2 separate regions of the Mus musculus genome follow, and region 1 is linked to region 2. A link is a contact called in public HiChIP or PLAC-seq data. All regions are on one chromosome and are shown on one strand. Each heading gives the region's core, a stretch centred on a gene start, on an enhancer-like site or on the middle of the called end of the contact. The rest is flanking DNA. Distances are from core to core; before and after follow the strand shown.

The links. HiChIP or PLAC-seq counts read pairs in DNA pulled down with a chosen protein or histone mark.
Region 1: a contact with region 2 is called in an H3K27ac HiChIP or PLAC-seq map of microglia, with 5 times the contacts expected there. The contact joins two enhancer-like sites. A contact is called at or near these places in 3 of 39 promoter capture datasets (hippocampal neurons, liver and pre-B cells), 1 of 484 Hi-C or Micro-C datasets (the C2C12 cell line), 2 of 115 datasets of contacts at active chromatin or transcription factors (microglia and pancreatic cancer cells) and 1 of 9 other capture datasets (macrophages).

What each region holds. Positions count from the first base shown.
Region 1 is chr17:27,641,302-27,644,396 of GRCm38.p6, reverse strand. No RefSeq gene overlaps it. Among named protein-coding and RNA genes, the nearest start is that of Rps10, 7.6 kb to the right of the region's middle. Within about 2 kb of position 1,781, at least 103 of the 459 cell types and tissues checked have an H3K27ac peak or open chromatin away from gene starts, as enhancers often do. A contact at or near this core is called in macrophages and microglia, where this site is marked.
Region 2 is chr17:27,172,374-27,175,158 of GRCm38.p6, reverse strand. No RefSeq gene overlaps it. Among named protein-coding and RNA genes, the nearest start is that of Ip6k3, 6.0 kb to the right of the region's middle. Within about 2 kb of position 1,323, at least 42 of the 459 cell types and tissues checked have an H3K27ac peak or open chromatin away from gene starts, as enhancers often do. A contact at or near this core is called in macrophages and microglia, where this site is marked.

The sequences.
Region 1 (3,095 bases), core at 532-3,031, 470 kb before region 2:
GTGTGTAGTGGGGGTTGGAGGGGTGGGAATAGGGTGGAGGTGGTAGGTGTGCCTGTGTGTGAGTTATGGGTGCATGTATGTATGGGTGCATGTGTGTGCTTGTGTGCATCTATGTGTGCATGCATGTGTGTGTATGTGCACACGCGTGTGCACACACGTGTTTTATTTCGTTTTGAGACAGAGCCTTAGGGTGTAGCCCTCCCTGGCCTGGAACTCAAAATCCTCCTGCCTCAGCCTCCCAAATTCTAAGATGGAGGCTGTGCCACCACACCAGACTCTAGCTGCAGGTTGAGGGTCAGCTTGAAGACATTCCGAGTTCAGGGCAACGTAATGAAATGATGTCATTGGAGATGAACACGGAAGGGAGGGTGGCTCAGCGCTCTGAAGCTCCCAGAGGCTTCTTCATACCTCCCAGGCGGCTTCATGTGAGGCTCCTCCCCTCTGTGAGCGCAGGGGCAGAAATCCCCTTCTTACTGAGGGACCAGGACGCATGTGGGACCTGACCAGAGGCAGGGTCAGGCATAGTGAAGTGGGCCCATCGCCCTAGTACTTGGGAAGCTGAGGCAGAAGTGTGATGAGTTCTTCGAGAAGGGACAGCCTGGGCAATAGTGTGAGTTTCAGGCTAGCATGACCTACAGAGTGAGACTCTATCTCAAAACGGGGGGGGGGGGGGGGGAGGGGCAATAGTGCCCCACGCCCTTGATCCCAGCACTCTGGAGGCAGAGGCAGGCAGATTTCTGTGAGTTTGGGGTCAGCCTGGTCTTCAAAGTAAGTTCAAGCATTGGCAGGCAGAGGAAGAAATGTCTTTTGGAGTTGGAAGTTAACCTAGACTACAGAGTGAGTTCCAGACCAACCAGGGCTACACAGGGCTACTGAAACACTGCCTCAATAAACAAACAAACAAACAAACAAACAAATAAAAAAAACAAAGCCGTTTAATCTTCACCTTGATGTGATAAAACGAGGCACAGAAGACATCTGGGAGAGGCTCAGAGCCCGTTCCTGGTTTAGACACAGCTTCTTCTTCTTCACTGGGGAAGTGGAGCAGCCATATGGCAACAGCCTGGCTGGCTTTGCCGCTGGGGGGGGAGGGGGAGGAGTTGAGGAAGGAAAGGAGAGCGCACTGCTCTCTATCCATCCAGTGACAAGGCTTCAGGGGGCAGCTGGGCTTAGTCCCCCACAGCTATGCCCTGGGCACAGCGAGGTGGGGAAGAAGAACCACTTTGGGGGTTGTTTACATTATTGTTGTTGTTATTTGTTTGTTTTAAATGTGATATATTGCCAAAAAAGATGTAGAATTCCTGATCCCCCTCCCCATCTTACCCAAATGCTGGGGTACAGGTGTGAGCCACCATGCTAAGTGTATAGGGCTCTGTGGTTCTGGGGGCCTCCAACAGAAGCCTCATAACACCCCACCAGACGAGCCACATCCCCAGATCCTTTAAAGTGAGCTGACATGTCCGTCTCCCACTTCATCTGCCCTCAGCTCGTGTTCTGTGAGTAGCGGGGAGCTGTTATGTTAGAGAGATGAGAGTTTCCAGGTCAAAGACAGAGAGAGCCAGCCTCCAGCACTCCGGGGCTGTGAAACGCGTCTTCAGGGCTGCGGCCACCCACGCGGATTATTTATGGTGCTGTCCGTGAGCTGATTTGTGATTTCTTGATGCTCCATCTGGCCCTCACTGGCAAAGCTCCCAGCTTGACTTCCCCTGGCAGGGCCATATGTCCTGCCAGCCCAGGGAGGCCTGACAGCAAGGGGGGTGGGAGGCAGAGGAGAGCTAGTTCCTTGCCACTGCCCTGGCTGCCTGTGCTGGGGCCCCTAGGATCCACCGAGCAACTGCCTGCCTGGGTAGGACTGGGACAATGGGACTCCTCCTCCCCACCCTTTGGTGACATCACTGCCAAGTGTCCTGAACCATGCAGATGGCACTTGCATGGGCTCTGGATTGGACAAGCCTAGACTGGAATCTTTTTTTTAAAAGTAATATATTGTAAATGAGTGTGTGTATGTGTGTATATGTGTATGTGTGTGTGCATGTATAGGTATGTGTTTATTTTTTTTTTCTTTTTTATTCCCACACTCCACCCACAGGTATGTGTTTATTTGTGTATATGTATGTATGTATGTGTAAATGTATGTATGTGTGTATATGTATATGTGTGTATGTATAGGTATGTGTGTATGTGTGTATATGTGTGTAGATGTATATATGTGTTACTTATGTATGTGTGTATGTGTGTATATATGTGCATGTATGTGGGGTTTTTTCTTTTTTTTTTTTTTGGTTTTTTGAGACAGGGTTTCTCTGTGTAGCCCTGGCTGTCCTGGAACTCTCTGTAGACCAGGCTGGCCTAGAACTCAGAAATTCACCTGCCTCTGCCTCCCAAGTGCTGGGATTAAAGGCGTGCACCACCACGCCCGGCTGTATTTGTATTTGTGTGTGTATGTATATGTGTGTATGTGTGTATATATGTGCATGTATGTATATTTGTGTGTGTATGTATATGTGTGTATGTGTGTATATGTGTGTATGTGTGTACATGCATGTGTATGTGTGTATATGTGTATGTATATGCATGTGTTGTGTGTATATGTATGTATGTGTGTGTATATATGTGCATGTATGTATATGTGTGTATTTGTGTGTATGTGTGTGTATTTGTATGTCTATATGTGTGTATGTGTGTATATGTATATGTGTGTGTGTGTATTTGTATGTCTATATGTGTGTATGTGTGTATATGTATATGTGTGTGTGTGTTCTTGTCCCTCACCATGTGTCCAAGCTACCCCCACCCAGTATGGCAGGAGGCTCCACCACTCTCCATTTCACCAGCCTGATCTGGAATCTTCAAGAATGGCAGTGCTCCCTACCACTCTGTTCATCAGAATACAATCTGTGTTCCTCCTCTTGAGTCCCAGAGGGTCTCCAGACTTGCTCCAACATGAGGCTCACAGCTCCTGCTTGCTCTGACATGAGGCTCACAGCTCCTGTTTTTGCTTCTGTCTGGAAGCTTCTACTGGGCTAGAAGGAAGCCCCCATCACTGAACAGTATGTTGCCAGTAGGGGAGAGAGGCCCCAAGCTGAGGCTTTGTG
Region 2 (2,785 bases), core at 74-2,573:
CCTACTTGATTCTCCTCTCTCTCTCTCTCTCTCTCTCTCTCACACACACACACACACACACACACACACACACACTGCATATATGCTGTGCATGCTGCAATGCAAAGAGGTCAGAGGTTGGCTTTCGGGATTCTGGTCTTCTTCCACGTGGCACTTGGAAGCTAAACCTAGGATATGAGGCTTGAAGGCAAGTGCCTTTATCTCCTGAGCCGTCCTGCCAGCCCTATACACATATTGGAGGCAGGGGCTGTGTGGTCAAGCTGGGAGTCTTTTTGCCAGTTTGTTGGTGCCAAGAACTGATCTCAGTGTTTTGTTCATGGAAGCTGAGCTACATCCCCACACTCACTCACTTCTGGTCTGGTTTGGTTTTTCAAGATAGGGTCTCTCTGTGTACCCCTGGCTATCCTAGAACTCACTCTGTAGACCAGGCTGGCTCTGAATCAGATCTGCCTGCCTCTGCCTCCCAAGTGCTGGCTCGCTTCACTCCTTGTCTGGGGACTCCTATGCAAACTGCAAGGCCCTGCTGCCTATATGCTGCAGCTCCTGGGAAGCCTGCACCCCATCCCCACAGCCTGTCCCACAGCTCCTCATATGTCTTGAATTTGAGAGATAACCCTAGCTTCAATTATGTACTGTGACCAAATGTACCATTCACGGACTGAATACAGGGTTGGAATGTGTGACCGCCATATTTCCACTGCTTCCGACTCCCATAAGGCCCGGATCAACACTTTCTGGTCACAGTAAAAAATAGGTCAAGTGTGGGGATCCCCTGTCAGCCTGCACCATGTGGGGGGCCCATGTCAGCCGGCACCAAATGTTCTCTCCTTGAGTTGGCATGGCACAGTATTGCTAAGAAAAACCATCCCTGCTTTGCAGATCAGAAACTGGGGCTTGGTGAGAGTGAGGTGCCTGCCTGTGGTGGGTCTCGCGGTCAGTGAAGGTCAGAGCCAGGGATTTGTACCCGGAGAGTCTGCACACACAGTCTAACCCACCAGGCAGTAAGAGGCTGGCCGTGGGTGGAACTTGGGACTAGTTCAATTCTTCTTCTGGCCACCAAGAAGCCCAGAGTGTCCTTTCATCTTCCAGCAGCGTTGCTTTGTCTCTCCTCCCCTGTGAAATGAAAGGACCAGAGCAGGTGGCTCCATGGCCCTGCAGCTCTGATATTCTGGGACTTTCTCTCTGCAGAGCTAGCTCAGGCTGTTAGCCAACAACGCTATTTAAAAAAAAAAAATCAAGGCGGGAAGACACCCTGGGGCAGGGCCCCCTACTTCCTGTATGGCCCAAAGGATGGCAGCCTTTGGGGCAGCCCTGGACTCTGGAAAGAGGAACCAAAAAGAGCCCAAAGTGGTGGTGAATCTCAGCACTCAGGAGGCCCAGCCTGAGGCTCAGGAAACTATGGCTCCTGGAGTTCCACAAACCCAAGCTGTGTGGGGAAGAGACTGGCAAGATCCACCAGCTGGTACTGTACTCAAAGATGATGACCCAAGTTCAATACCAAGCCTCAGGTTAAAAAAAAAAACAAAAAACAAAAAAACAAAAGCCGGGTGTGGTGGCACACACTTGTAATCCCAACTCTGGAGAGGTGGAGCCAAGCAAGATCCCCGGGGCCCACTGCTCAGGCAGCCTAGCCTACTTAGAGATGACCAGGCTATGGAGAGATCCTGTCTCAAAACACAGTGTTGGTGGCACCTGAGGAAGAAGAGCCCCTGTGTTTGTCCTCTGGCCTTCCCTCCACACTCACCCACATGCATACACCACACACACACACACACACACACACACACACACACACGCATCCCCCCCCATCCCCCACACAAGCACAAACTTAAACACATGGAGAGAAAGGAGAAAAAGAAAAAAGTTCTCAGAGATTAGCCGCCTGCTGAGGCTAGGTTCTGGGGCTGGCTGGCCTCTGCCTCGGATGGTGTTGGGAGCTGAGCAACCGCCATCTTGGGGAGTTCACCTGTGCTCCCTTGTTAATCAAGCAGGGCCTGAGGGCTGTTAACAGCCCTCGTGGCAGGTGGGGACCTACACCTGGGTGCACAGTGGATTCCTACCCCCAGTTGTAAAGTCTCAGGGAGCCTAGGGGAGGGGCTCTATGAGACAGCCCTCATGCCTGCTGGGTAAAAGCCTCCCAGATGTTTGTGGAGGAGCACCCACAGCCTGTAACCTTCAACTACACTCTGTCAGAAAGCCCAGTCACTGGTCCACCAGGGTAAACTAGCAGATTCCTGCCTCGGTTTATCACTGGGACTTAAGGCTTAGGCAAAGAGATGAAGATGGCTTAAGCCCCACAACCCACCGAAGGAAAATTAGCGACAGATGCTCTTGGCTTTTGGCCACCACAGAAGACTCACAAATACTCCTCATGGGACGCTTAAGAGCCAAGGGACAACATGGCAATGTGGCCAGCTGTTACGTCCTTGGGGACGATTGCTGACTCTTCCCTGGGTTAAAGATCTACAGAGAGCTCTCTTGAGAGCTGTCTCAGCTTCAAGATCACAGACCCAGGTGTTCTGTGTCGCCCTCAGTCAGAGGTCCTTTACCCTAGTTGTGAGTTTAGAGAAGCAAATTGTCACCTGCTATTACTGGCAAGACCCAGTTTCCTCTGCAGCCGCATGCGGTGTGTTGGGCATTTCTGCTGACAGCCCTCCCAGGACAGAGGTGACTGCTTGAAGCCCGGACAGTTCATTACTGGTTGTCTGACATTGGGGTGTGGAGCGGTGGTGATTGACAGGCTAGGTTTTATAGTTTTGTTTGGGTTTCATTGGCCTTGAACTCA